2 separate regions of the Capra hircus genome follow, and region 2 is linked to region 1. Evidence: chromatin contacts called from public Hi-C data. All regions are on one chromosome and are shown on one strand. Each heading gives the region's core, a stretch centred on a gene start, on an enhancer-like site or on the middle of the called end of the contact. The rest is flanking DNA. Distances are from core to core; before and after follow the strand shown. Region 1 holds the start of ITPRIP (inositol 1,4,5-trisphosphate receptor-interacting protein). Region 2 overlaps GSTO2 (glutathione S-transferase omega-2).

Region 1 (6,755 bases), core at 3,128-5,627:
AAATTATGAAAGAGGACAGGGGGACATCCTACTGGCAAACACTGCCCTTGAGGGACTGGCTAAGGAGATACACATAACATATAGGACTGCTGGTCTACCTGGCAGGCATCTCTCAACTGGTGATGGGGCCACAAAAGTGAACAGAGTCCACGCTATTGGACCACTGCTGCCCCTGCCCTCTGCCTCCCCTGACCTGAATCCAGCTTTGCCAAGCACAAGCTGCCTTCTGGTTTTTAGTTTCCCATGTGGCTTGCCCAGGACTCAAGAAGCCAGTATCACTGGCTCTACAACAGTTACAAAGTCTTCTTGCAAATACGCTAGCAATTTTATTTGTATACTTTGTAGTGTACAAGAGCTCTCTGTAGATGACTCAGTAGCTCAAGTCCAGACTGTTCTGAAAATTGTGGAGACAGGGTTTCTGAATGTGTGCAGCTAAGAGCCAGAATCTGGGAAAGGTCACGTGACATGGGAAATCGGCTAGGCACCAGTCAACCCTTTCCAAGGCCATGATGAATTTCCCATTAGCTGAGAAGTCTATATTGTTTAAAATACTGTCTATAGACAGTAGATGGAGAGAGAAGGCAATGGCACCTCACTCCAGTACTCTTGCCTGGAAAATCCCATGGATAGAGGAGCCTGGTAGGCTGCAGTCCATGGGGTCGCTAAAAGTTGGACACGACTGAGCGACTTCCCTTTCACTTTTCACTTTCATGCATTGGAGAAGGAAATGGCAACCCACTCCAGTGTTCTTGCCTGGAGAATCCCAGGGACGGGGGAGCCTCATGGGCATCTATGGGGTTGCACAGAGTTGGACACGACTGAAGCGACTTAGCAGCAGCAGCAGCACCATAGACAGTAGATAGTAAAATGCTCCTTTCCAGCTAATTAAGTGCTGTAATAATGCTTAGGGTGAAAAAGAAGTGATCATACACACAGCGCTGTGAAATGCAGTTTTGGAAAGTCTTTCTGGATGAGCTTGGGAAGGGCAGACGAGCAGCACTGGCCAGGGATAGGGGCTGTAGAGCTTGCAAGTGTCAGGACAGCGTGTTCAGATACTTCTTCCATCCTCCATTCCCTCAGGCATTCTCTGCCCAGGTCAGGGACCCTGCATGGCCCCTTTCCTCTGCACCACACCCAGGCAGCACTTACTCATCATCCTCAGGACAGGCCCCAGACTGGATGTGCAATGTCACACTGCCCAGTGATTAAAAAGGAAAGACATCGGAAGCTTGGGCCAGCCCTGCCTCTCTTTCCTTTCCTTCAGCTGCCAGGTAAGTTTTCCATCTTCCTCCATCTGAGCTGACAGTGGGTTTCCTTCCTCTGATAAAGAGCAATCGCTCTTATCTCTTTCTCACGAGGGGCCTCAACCAAACTAGCTTTTGAAACTTCACCTGCTTCTTGTTCTGTGAATGCTCAGTGACTTTCAGGCTTCTGAACACTATACTTCTCTGTGACTGAGTTTCCTCAGCTATAGAGTGGGGATACCAATACCTATGTCACCGGGCTACTGAGAAGATTAAATGAGTTAATACAGGCCAAGTGATTTTGGTGGGAAAAAAAAAAAAAAGCCTGGCAAATGTTAAGCCCTCAATAATTGGTTATCAGGCTGCTGTGTACGGTTGTATGGGTGGTATACTGCTCAAGAACACCTGGCTGGGAGAGTGGAAAGGATGAATCAAGCTCACATGCCAGCTTGCACAGCTATGTGCCTTGGCTCTGTCCACCCAGATGAGGTCTCTGTTTTTAAATGATACCAAGGTGCCATCTTCTTGTTAAGAGGAAGCACCTTATTCTAATTCATGCAGATGATGGAACAGGCTAGCAGCAGTCTTGGAGGTTACTATTGTCAGCTCTTGGCACTCTCCTGGCTACATCCCTTTCCCTAGCAAGACAAGATTAGTCCCAGCCACAAGTAAGGTCCTGCTCCTCAGCTGTCCAGCACATCTGGAGCACTTACCCCTCCCTTAGCAGGCTCGTGGGGTAAAGCTTTCCCCAAGGGCCCCCCAGGGCTGCCCTCCAATTGAGGGGACTCTGCACCCCAAACATGGAGCCACAGAGTCTTGGACTCTGGAGGGACACTCTCCTTCATTATTGTCGATGGCCACCTGTCTCCTGACAGTGACGGCAGCGCCTTAACTACTGAGGTGCCCCAGTTGTCAGCAAGTTCCTCCTGATTTCTGAGTCAGTAAAATCCATCTCCTGCTTCTCCCACCCTGTGAATCTCTGAGGCCAGACAGAGCAAGTCTCCTCCTTCTCTCGGGTGACAAAGTTGGAAACTCCTGAAGGCCAGACCCACCTTCCCCTAGGTTTCTCATCTCTGGAGGAAATACTGCCAGTCATTCCCTTCTCCCCGACAAGAAACACCCTCCCAACTCTCAGGCATTCCACCTCTCCCCTGTGGACAGGTGAGAACAGGGCTGTGCACTCCAGCCCTCCACCCAGAGATACTTCTCCTCCAGACAATCCTCCATCTTCTTCCCTTTATTGATCCCAAGGGGGTCCAAGGAAGAAAAAAACACAAGACCAGGTTCCTCCCAGACAATACCTTCTCAGGTGGGCAATTTTGCTAGAAGCCTCTACCAGAAGTTCCTCCATTTTTTTGCCCTCAGATAAAAAGTTCACCCACAAACTCTCATCTTTGTTCTTCTCATGTGTGGTGCAGGAGCTGGGAGGCGTTCTTGGTGACAGCTTCTGGGCTGATGGCATGAGGTTAAAAGTTCAAATCCTTGCCACCCGAAAGTTGGAGCCTGAAACTGCATCTTTGAAAATTACCGAGCTGGAGGATGGCACTTGCACAAAACTCTTTCCATTAGAGTCAGCCTAACCACTTTATGGTTACCCACAAGTGGAAAATGTGAGAGCAGGACAGCCTGGAGCAGCAGCAGCACATAGGGAATCAGCAAACAGTGAAAGCCACTTCAGGCTTGTAGGCTGGAGAGAGGACTCGAAAGCACAGCCCAATATGCTATAAAGGAGGGGTGGATGGCAGCAATTCTACCTGTGCCCAGGCCTTTTTGCAAGGCTGGCTTGGACCTGGGACTGCACCCTGCACAGGTTTGCTTTACCTGGCAGCCACTCAGCAGTAGAACTAGTTTATGAAAGGGAAGAACCCTGGGTCAAATCCAAAGGAAGAACCTCCCCACTCCCTCCTCCCTACCAAACTAGGACTCTGAACTGATTTAGATTCAAAAGGACAGGGTCCAGGATCCACCAGTACTTGGTACTCTTCTAGTTTTGGGGAGGAGGGGGAGTGTAAGGAGGGATGGTTCTCACAGCTTTCAGAGGAGCAAAAGGCAAAGTGCGGTCCCTGAGGGGTTCAGTAAAATACTTGCCCTTCCTGGGACACAGCACTTTTGTTTTTAAAGAAAAAGAGCGTTTTGGATGGGAAGCCCAGTCCTGGGGCATCCGAGTTCCTCCAAATCGCAGCCAGGAAGTTGGAAACTCTGGAAAAGGGTCTGGGATGCTACTAGAGGGCAGATGGAGACTAGCAGCAGCCCCAAGAGAAAGTTCTGCACGGCGTGGGGTCTCCTCCACTAATAGCCCAGAAAGAGGAAGCGGCGGGGGCTTCATCCTGCCTCCAGCAACCTCATGGCTTCACTACGTTAAACTAGACAACAAAGACTTCATACCTACTTTCTCCTTCCAGGAGGGGGAAGGAAGGATGGAAGGGAGCTGGCTAAGAAGCAGGGCGACTCGACTACTCTTTCAGCTCCAGAGCTCTGCTCACACGGTCCAAAGTAACGGATCTTCGGGGCGGTAGAAACAACAACGTGGTCCCGCTTCCGGCATCGCGGTTCGGTGGGCCGGGAGGAGGCGCTGCCGCCGCGCGGGGCTGCAACGGGCAGCGCTCACTGGGGTCTCCGCGGCCGGGGAGAAGCCAGAGAGGAGAGGCTGGGATGCAGGACCCCGCACGGCGCGAAGAGGGAGAGGACAGCCTCCCCCCAACCCGCGCCTGTGCTCGGGCGCCGTATCCCAGTCCCTCAAGTCAGTCCCAACCCGGGGGGCAGAGCGGGCGCGCCCCTCCAATCCGCCTCCATCTCCGGCGCAGCTCCGCCTGGTCCCTCTTTTCCCTTCCAGGCCACGAGATGCTCCGGGAGGACGCAGAGCCTCGCGGCCGCGGGCCCAGTACTTACCTTCGGCTTCGGTTCCCGCTCCCGGAGGCGGGAGGGATCGCGCGAGTCCCGGCTGCGCTCGCGGGTCTCGGGGGCCCCGGAATCCGTTGGCTGGCCGCCGCTGCGGCTGAGCTTCCCGCCCGACAATTAGAGGGACGGGGGCGGCGATACCTCGGCCGGATCCCGCCTTCTGGCCCCCATCCGCCGGGCTCTAGAGGATTGCAGAGTTACTCATTTCCTAGATGTCAAAGAAACTTTTCCTCCTTATAAGAACAAAACACCCGCCTCTCCTCCCTGCCGCGGAGGCTCCTTAAGGTGGACCGTGAGGGTTAGGGGGCGGCTGACCCACGGTCCGCCGCGGAAATCTGCCCATCGACCACCCCAGAAACTCCATAGGGGCCAGCAGAACTGGAGGGTGATCGCGCAAGACGGAATCTGGCTGCTGGATTTAAACTGGAGCGAATGGACAGGGAGTCAAGAGAAGACGCCCTTAAAAGTCCTTCTGGGCGGGCGGAAAGGAAGGAGTTAAGTCCCTGCACGCCTACACAGGGTTTTCCGCGGCGCGTTTTACAAGCGGTGGAATTCCAGGGGCCACTTATTTTGTCCTTTGGAAGGAAATATGAGTCGAGCACAACGCTGGTCCTTCTTTTCGACTTCTAAGTGGATTAAAATAGCTCACCAAATTCTGTGATAATTGAATGCATTTTTGCCTTTTCCTGAGTAACTAGGCACAAAGGAGCTTCATTACTAAATACTTTCATCTGTAGAGGGCGCTTTAGTGTCCAAAGCGTGTTTACAGATGGGATGTTAGACCACTATTTTAGGAGGAACTGAGGCCAGGACGGACTGTAAGTACCCTGGTCAGACTTGATGGGTTATGAAATCCATAACTGTCTTCACTTTGTGACTTGCCCAAATTCCACAGCTATTAGAAGTGGCTGGGAAGGGCTTGAATAAATCCTAGGTAAGTGGCTTTGCAGGAATTAAAGGCCACTGAGGGTACATTGGGGGAAATTATGAGAACACACTGTCTGAATGATTATCACCATCGCCACTGCTGTTTGGTTTTAGATCACCTTCTTCCTCTCCTCCGCAAGCCAGCCAAATAACTTTCACAGTCGCCTGGAAGACATTAGGCTGAGTCTGAAAGATAAACAGGCAATGAGAACAAGTTCTAAAAATAGACCCCCTGGCCCTTGGCCCAGGTTACTCTTGTTTTCAAGCTTCTGCTGCTGTTCACAGTTCTTTCCTTATATCAGAGACAGTTATAGTAGAGTTTTGGAGGGCTGTTGGGAAGAGGTGAGGAATGGGATGATCTGTGGAAACCTTCCTGAAAGGGTGGTGATTTTGAAAATGTCTGCCAGTTGGATGGGTGAGGTATTCACCCACCCATCCCCCAAGTAGGGGGGGAAATTCCTGGGAGGTGGGGACCCTGGACTGAGCAGCACTACCCTGCCTTGTAATCCTTGGGGTAGAAATCAGGGTTATATTATGTACGGTAGAATGCCAAGAACAGTGCTTGAATGCCCTCTGGGATTGTGCTATATGCAAAGTTGTTTCAGCGTTTTCTAATGGTGGTTGCTATTTACTGATAGGGGCAACAAATCTATTACATTTGTTTTTCTTTCAGGCCTGTTGATTTCACTCTCCGAGACCTCATGGTCACCTTCAGCACCACTCTGTTCTCAGCGTTAAGTCCACTTTCCTATCTATGCACATGAGTCGTTCATGAACTGGCCTCTCTTAATACTTATCTTACCAAGCACATATCTCATTCCATTGTCCACACCAAAATTCTTGTAGTTCTTGGAGCTTGTGCTTCTCTGAATGTGATCTGAGGTTTGTTTTCCCCCCTTGGATGTTCACATGGACTCTTATCTTCTGTCTGCAACCTTCACGCCTGCCACCTTTTCCTCCAACCTATCATCCCCGATGTACACACACATTTTTTTTTTTTTTTTGCATGGCTAATGTCCGGGAGTTGGTGATGGACAGGGAGGCCTGGCGTGCTGCGATTCATGGGGTCGCGAAGAGTCGGACACAGCTGTGCGACTGAACTGAACTGAATGTGTGCTTAGTCTTAAGGTCTCTGAATAGGTGATTTCTTCTCTAGGAAGTCTTCCTTGAACCCCCAAGCCTGGGTTAGACACTCTCCCCATGTAGTTTCCATAGCACCTTGTGCTTATTCTAGAAAGGTTTTTTAAAATCAGGAAAGTACAGGGATTTCCCTGGTGGTCCAGTGGCTAAGACTCCAAGCTCCTGGTGCAGGGGGCCCTGGTTGGATCCCTCCTCAGGGAACTAGATCCCACATGCCACAGCTAATAGTTTGCATGCCACGGCTAAAGATCCTGAGTTGTTGTTTAGCTGCTAAATTGGTCCAACTCTTTTGCTACCCCCATGGACTGCTGCTAGGCCCCTCAGTCCAAGGGATTTCCCAGGCAAGAATGGGGTGGGTTGCCATTTCCTTCCCCAGGAGATCTTCCCAACCCCAAGGATCAAACCCATGTCTCCTGCATTGGCTGGCAGATTCTTTACCACTGAGCTACCAGAAAAGCCCAAGTTAAAAAAAAAAGATCCTACAGGTGAAAAAAAAAAAAGATCCTGCATGTCGCAATGAAGATTCCTGCATGCTGCAACTAAGAC
Region 2 (6,755 bases), core at 1,769-4,268, 35 kb before region 1:
TGACTACGGGCTAAGTTGCTGAGCCTTGCAGTCCACCCCTTCACCACCCAGAATTCCCAAGCCTGTCTTGATTCTGCACTTCTTTTGGTGGGGCAGTCAGTCTCTCTTCATTTTCTTTCAGGTTCCAAATAAACGTGGAGACAGAATCATTTCTGATAATCATTTTATGACTCCTCTAGCCTGTAGCATCTAGTGCTTCTCTAGAAATCTCAGTGTTAATGTCCAGAGATGTTTAGGGAGACCGTGTGCCTCCCAGCTTGATGACCTTTGCCCCAGTTTGACCTCCAGGTTATTGGTGCTGATGCTGATGCTGAGGTTCAAGGCCGCTGCCCCATCACTGATGCTGTCACTACAGATTGGTACCCTGCATATCTTCCTGGTGAGAGAGATGAGAAGGAAGAAAGCACTTCAGGTCCACATACTCTCTGTTTGGCAGATGAGAGCTGCAGTCCTTGTGGGCGTGCATGAGTCTCTCTCTGGCTCCAGCTTTTTGGCTGTGGGCCTGGGAGACACCGAGGTCTTGTGACGGAAAGAATTCCAAAGCAGGAAATGAAACACCCAGTATCACCCTGGACTAATGACGTCAGAATATCACCGGTGCTCTTGGCGCTCAGAATGGCTCACAAAATGTTCTAGAGTTGACATCCTGCCTTGAAAAATTACACATACCCTAAACCCGGTCTCAGGCAAAGGTCATTCTGTTGGATTTGCGTCACAGATGCTTTCAATTTACCCCAACACATGCCCCTGATTGCCTGTTGTGTACCAAGCCTGGGCCGCGTGAGTGATAAGGATGACAAAAACACCAGAGCTCCTGATCTCTTCACTTTTCCTGGTTGAGATTTTAAACCTAGAGCTTTGGAGCTGCTTGCCTTGTAGTGGGAAGGCTTCTCTTTTTAAAAAAGATTGTTTAAACTGGAGTATAGTTGGTTTACAATGTTGTGTTCATTTCAGGTATACAACAAAGTGATTCAGTTATATATACATATTCTTTTTCAGATTCTTTTCCATTATAGATTATTACAAGATACTGAACACAGTTCCCTGTATTATATAGTAGTCCTTATGGTTTATCTATTTTATGTTTAGCAGCATGTATCTGCTAAGCCCATACTCCTAATTTATCCCTCCCCCATTTCCCCCTTGGTAACCATGCTTGTTTTCTGTGTCTCTGAGTCTGTTTCTGTTTTGTAACTAAGTTCATTTGTATTGCATTTTTAATTCCTTACACAAGTGATCTATAGTATTTGTCTTTCTCTGTCTGACTTACTTCACTTAGTATGATAATCTCTAGGTCCATTCATGGTGCTGCAAATGGCAATATTTTATTCTTTTTACGGCTGAGTAATAGACTCTTGATGAAAGTGAAAGAGGAGAGTGAAAAAGTTGGCTTAAAGCTCAACATTCAGAAAACGAAGATCATGGCATCTGGTCCCATCACTTCATGGGAAATAGATGGGAAAACAGTGGAAATAGTGTCAGACTTAATTTTTCTGGGCTCCAAAATCACTGCAGATGGTGACTGCAGCCATGAAATTAAAAGACGCTTACTCCTTAGAAGAAAAGCTACGACCAACCTAGATAGCATATTGAAAAGCAGAGACATTACTTTGCCATCAAAGGTCCATCCAGTCAAGGCTATGGTTTTTCCAGTGGTCGTGTATGGATGTGAGAGTTGGACTGTGAAGAAGGCTGAGCGCCGAAGAATTGATGCTTTTGAACTGTGGTATTGGAGAAGACTCTTGAGAGTCCCTTGGACTGCAAGGAGATCCAACCAATCCATTCTGAAGGAGATCAACCCTGGGATTTCTTTGGAGGGAATGATCCTGAAGCTGAAACTCCAGTACTTTGGCCACCTCATGCGAAGAGTTGACTCATTGGAAAAGACTCTGATGCTGGGAGGGATTGGGGGCAGGAGGAGAAGGGGACGACCGAGGATGAGATGGCTGGATGGCATCACGGACTCAATGGACGTGAGTTTGAGTGAACTCTGGGAGTTGGTGATGGACAGGGAGGCCTGGCGTGCTGCGATTCATGGAGTCACAAAGAGTCAGACACGACTGAGCGACTAAATTGAACTGAACTGAACTGAATATTACTCATTACTCTTCCTCGGTGGCTCAGTGGTAAAAAAAAAATTCCATCTACCGATGCTGGAGACGTGAGTTCGATCCCTGGGTCAGGAAGATCCCATGGAGAAGGAAATGGCAACCCATTCCTGTATTCTTACCTTGGAAATCCCATGGATAGAGGAGCCTGACAGTCATGGCATTGCAAAGAGTCAGACACCACTGAGCAACTAAACGACATGTGGTATATATATATATATATATCTCAGTTCAGTTCAGTCGCTCAGTCATGTCCGGCTCTGAGACCCCGTGAATTGCAGCGTGCCAGTGTCCATGATTCAGTGGCTTCTGTGTCTTGGCTATTGTGAATAGTGCTGCTATGAATATTGGGGTGCATGTGTCTTTTCGAAGTAGAGTTTTCATTTTTCCCAGACATATGCCCAGGAGTGGGATTGCTGGATCATATGGTAACTCTGTTTTTAGCTTTTAAAGGAATTTTCACTTGTTCTCCAGGGCAGCCACACCAAGATATTGGAATGCTTCCACTGGCCAGGCATGGCACCTCGGCGGGCTCTGTCCAGATGTGCCCTCCTCCAAAGATGATAAGGAGCCCCAGAGGATGGCCAGGTGTGACGACAGGTACCTTAGGAGTGGGACAGGCCTGGCCAGCACCATTTTATCTCAGGGTCTCAGGATCAGCCTGTGATCATTTGCTTTGTTCACGTGGGATCTTTTCCCAGCCTCTAGCCACGCTGAGACCAGGCAGTGGCAGGAGTGGTGTGGAGCGATGTTCAGACTTGTCAGTGCCCACGGAGGAGCTGTCTGCTACTTCTCCTCTGACTCAGCCCGAACCCGCCCATTACTCCCCATGTCTCATCCTGACCTGGCCATCTGCTGCCACTGGGTGGATTTTGACTCATGTAAATAGTTACCAGTGTGACTCCGTGCCAGCTGGACAGAGCGAGCCAGCTCAGGGAGGTAGCCAGTCTGCCAGAGCAGGCACCATGTGACCGGGCAGTCTGCTGTGCCATCTGCTCAGGATGGGGTGCTCTGTTGCCATGGTGCCTGAGCCAACGCAGAGTGAGGTCTGCGAGTCACATTTCCTTGGGATGCTTGCTCGGCTTCCGTGGCTCTCCTGGGACTCAGGGACTGGTCATCTTTGCGGGTGTAAATCCTGTGTGCTGGCCAGCATTTGGCACGGGACCGAGACTGCTGTTGAGACAACAAAGGCCTGTCGCTGGATGGCTAAAACCAAAGATGTTCTCTTCTGAGGCTCCAAGTGCTAATTTAGAAAGCTTGGAGAACCAGGAAATAAAGGATGGAGGAGAGTACCCATGGGGAAGTGCGCAGGCTGGGCCTTCGACGACTTCCTTCTCATTGCTTTATGTCATCTGTCTGAGCCACAGACGGATCTGAATTATGGACCTCTGGATGAAACTAGGCTCATTTAGCCTGGAGAAAAGAGACAATTAAAATAAGCCTCTATGAGGAGCTTTCAAAATAACCACTTATTTTATTGGTGGGGTAGGAGAGGGAGAAATAATACATCAGGATTAAAAAAATTTCAGTGAAAGAGAAACAGGAGGTTGTGCATCATCCCACCTCCCAGAGAGAACCACTTTTGATAATTGGAGAATATCTTATAAAAGCATGTTGAACTGTGGATTTAAGGTGAAATCTGTTCTCTATGTCCAGCAAATTAGAAAAAAATAGTTTAAACCACCACACCGAAAGAGCCTCATTGTCATAGATGATGTTAATATCAGAGCTGATGATCAGAGGAGTCACGTGGACTTCTTTTCTTCACGATTTTGGACAGAAGCCCATCTGGGCTGAGTCCAGTTACATCCTGACACAGTGCTGGGGGAGTGGTCAGGATAGCTGGCTGTGGTTATGGTGGTGGGTGGGTGGTGGGGATGGTGAGTAAGGGTTACTTGGGATTCCTTCTAGCTCTAAACCTTTCTGATGGCAGACAGCAAGCAGAGTAGCTGGGTTAGAGTGGATTAAATCTAAATGGTCAAGTCCAAGGTGGAGCATGTTCACTGTCACAGGGACCCCTCTCAGGTGCCTCCACATTTCTCCATGTTGGAGCTTTGGTGGTTGGGGTGGGGTGTTTCTCCCCCTTAAGTTCTCACCTTGTGTACCACCTGGTCCACACCTCCTCTGTCGGAGTCAATGGTCTTGATGGAAGGGGACATCACCACTCTGCCTTAGGCTCCTCTGTGGTTTATGTCCGCTTGGTTCTGTTTGTTATCAAAAGTTATACAAACAGTCAACCATCCAGCCCGAGGGGCTTCTCACTGATTAGCCTTCAGCCCCTTCTTCCCCTCACACACACAATGAACACTGGGCCCACCCAGGAGCCTCCCCGCCCCCTATTTCCCTTTCGTTCACATCTGTGAGTCCCTGGAAAGCTGAGCATCTGGTCTTTACCAACATTTTGCTTGCCTCTGCCTTGTCAGACCTCTAGAGCCTTTGCAAATATTGCTTCCTCCATTCTCTAATCTTCCTCAGAGCAGCCTCCTGGTGCTTTTCTGCAACTAGATTTTCTCTTGCAAAGTTCAGATAAGAATTCTTCTTTGGGCAAACAGGTGGTATACCATAGAGGATAAGAAGAGGCCTGTGTGGTCAGATGAATGGGTTCAAATTCTCACTCTGCCACTCATTAAATTCCATGGGCAAGTTGCTCCAGCGTTCTGAGCTTTAGTTTCTTATCTGTAACACGGGACCACTAAGGACCTGTTCCATAGGGCTGTTGAATAATGATGGAATCATCCATGTCAGGACTTAGCATCTGCCAGGGAAATGCTCAGTGAATGGACAACAACCCTAATACCATGGCGAATGAGGCTTCTGCAGATGGTCAAATGTGAACTCTAAGTTCATTCTCCCAACACTTCGCCAAACAGGATTGCACACAGCTTGATCCATGGTTTAGAGTTGTTTTCGGGTGGCTTTGGGGCTTCCCTCAGAGCTCAGTTGGTAAAGAATCCACCTGCAATGCAGCAGACCCTGGTTCGATTCCTGGGTTGAGAAGATCCACTGGAGAAGGGATAGGCTACCCACTCAAGTATCCTTGGGCTTGTCTTGTGGCTCAGCTGGTAAAGAATCCACCTGCAATGTGGGAGACCTAGGTTCAATCCCTGAGTTGGGAAGATCCCCTGGAGAAGGGAAAGGCTACCCACTCCAGTATTCTGGCCTGGAGAATTCCATGGACTATACAGTCCATGGGGTTGCAAAGAGTTGGACAAGACTGAGTGACTTTCACTTTCACTTGGGTGTGTAGGTTTAATCTCAAATGCTCCCTTCCCCCATTCCCATTCAGTACATCCAAAGCCCAGTTTTAATATCGTGCATCTTGGAACCTTACCATGTTGCTGATGATGGTAAAATAAATATTCTCTCCCATGTTATGGAGGAGTACTCAGAATCCTGCTTCTCTACCCTCTTGGAGCATGTTACCACCTTACACAGGTGACAGTGTTAGGGGTTTGCAAGGCCTGCCCAGCTACCAGACAGCTTGGGTGTTGCGTGGAACACAAAAGCACCTGGGACCGTGTTGTTAATGGAAAGGATGATTACCACGTGCTCCAGACAACAACTGTGGGCTACTCTGCCCAGTCATTTCCTCCCAAGGATCCACCACAACCAAGAATGCCTTCGCAGACAGCAAGAGACCCCAGCTCACTTTGTTAGTAGCAGACAGCCTCCTCAAAGGGTGTGGTTGGAGAGCAGCAGTCAGCTCCCTGGCTTGGAGCCAGCGGGAAAGAGCCATTCACAGGCCCATCCGTCGGCCACACAGGACAAGCAACGGAGGCAGGCTCCGTGCTGCCTGCCCTGGGGAGGCTGAGTGCGGCACCCCTCCCCCAGCAGCACAGGACTGAGGGCTGAGAAGCAAGGAGGGTGGATGTCTGCTAGCAGGGGTGTGTGTGCTAAGTCACTTGGTTGGGTACAACTCTTTTGCGACCCCTGTGGACTGCAGTCTGCAAGGCTCCCCCATCCATGGGATTCTCCAGGCAAGAATACTGGAGTGCATTGCTATGTCCTCCCCAAGGGAATCTTCTCAACCTGCGGATCGAACCCATGTCTCCTGAATCTCTTGCATTGGCAAGTGAATTCTTTACCACTCGTGCCACTGGGAAGCCCCCAGACTTTGCTAAATCTGGGTTTATACTTCCAAGGCTGTGGAATATTTCATTTACACTTCACGGGTTTAGGAAAACCTCTCAAAGTGTGTGTGTGTGTGTGTGTGTGTGTGTGTGTGTGTGTGTGTGTGTGTGTGTGTCTATCTGGGTATTTCTGTCAAAGGAGGAAAGTAGCAGGATGAATACTGAGAAGACTTATAAATGATCAGAGCAGGAGATAGTTAAGAGATTCCGTCCTGAAATAAGCATTGGCCATTCATGTGCTAAATAGAAAGGCCCCTTGGGGTCTTTATCTGGGACATTGCCCTGGTAATCTGTTGGCAGCGGGGGTGGGGCGCACATAGTCTTCCCAGGTGCAGCGACGGTCACTGCTGAGCCTGGAGCCAGGGGAAGCGTTACCTCTGAGGCTCTGCAGACGAAGCGCTGGAGGGAGCTCTCATCTAAGACTGGCTTTGGGTGTGTGGAGGAGGGAACTCAGGGTAGAGCCAGACAACAGAAAATCTTCCATTTACTGAGTGCTTGCCTGCCATATGTCAGGCAC

The links. Hi-C and Micro-C count contacts between places; a contact is called where the count stands out from the background.
Region 2: a contact with region 1 is called in a Hi-C map of blood, with 2.8 times the contacts expected there. The contact joins the enhancer-like site here to the promoter of ITPRIP in region 1. A contact is called at or near these places in 4 of 5 Hi-C or Micro-C datasets (blood and liver).

Annotation. Positions count from the first base shown.
Region 1 is chr26:26,856,087-26,862,841 of ARS1.2, reverse strand. ITPRIP (inositol 1,4,5-trisphosphate receptor-interacting protein) reads right to left here and starts at 4,377. Exons shown (of 3, transcript XM_018041588.1): 1 at 4,134-4,377; 2 at 3,630-3,832.
Region 2 is chr26:26,889,529-26,896,283 of ARS1.2, reverse strand. It overlaps GSTO2 (glutathione S-transferase omega-2), which reads left to right. Exons shown (of 7, transcript XM_005698444.3): 7 at 1-1,246. The coding sequence ends at 22. Among named protein-coding and RNA genes, the nearest start is that of GSTO2, 26 kb to the left of the region's middle. Within about 2 kb of position 3,018, at least 4 of the 5 cell types and tissues checked have an H3K27ac peak or open chromatin away from gene starts, as enhancers often do.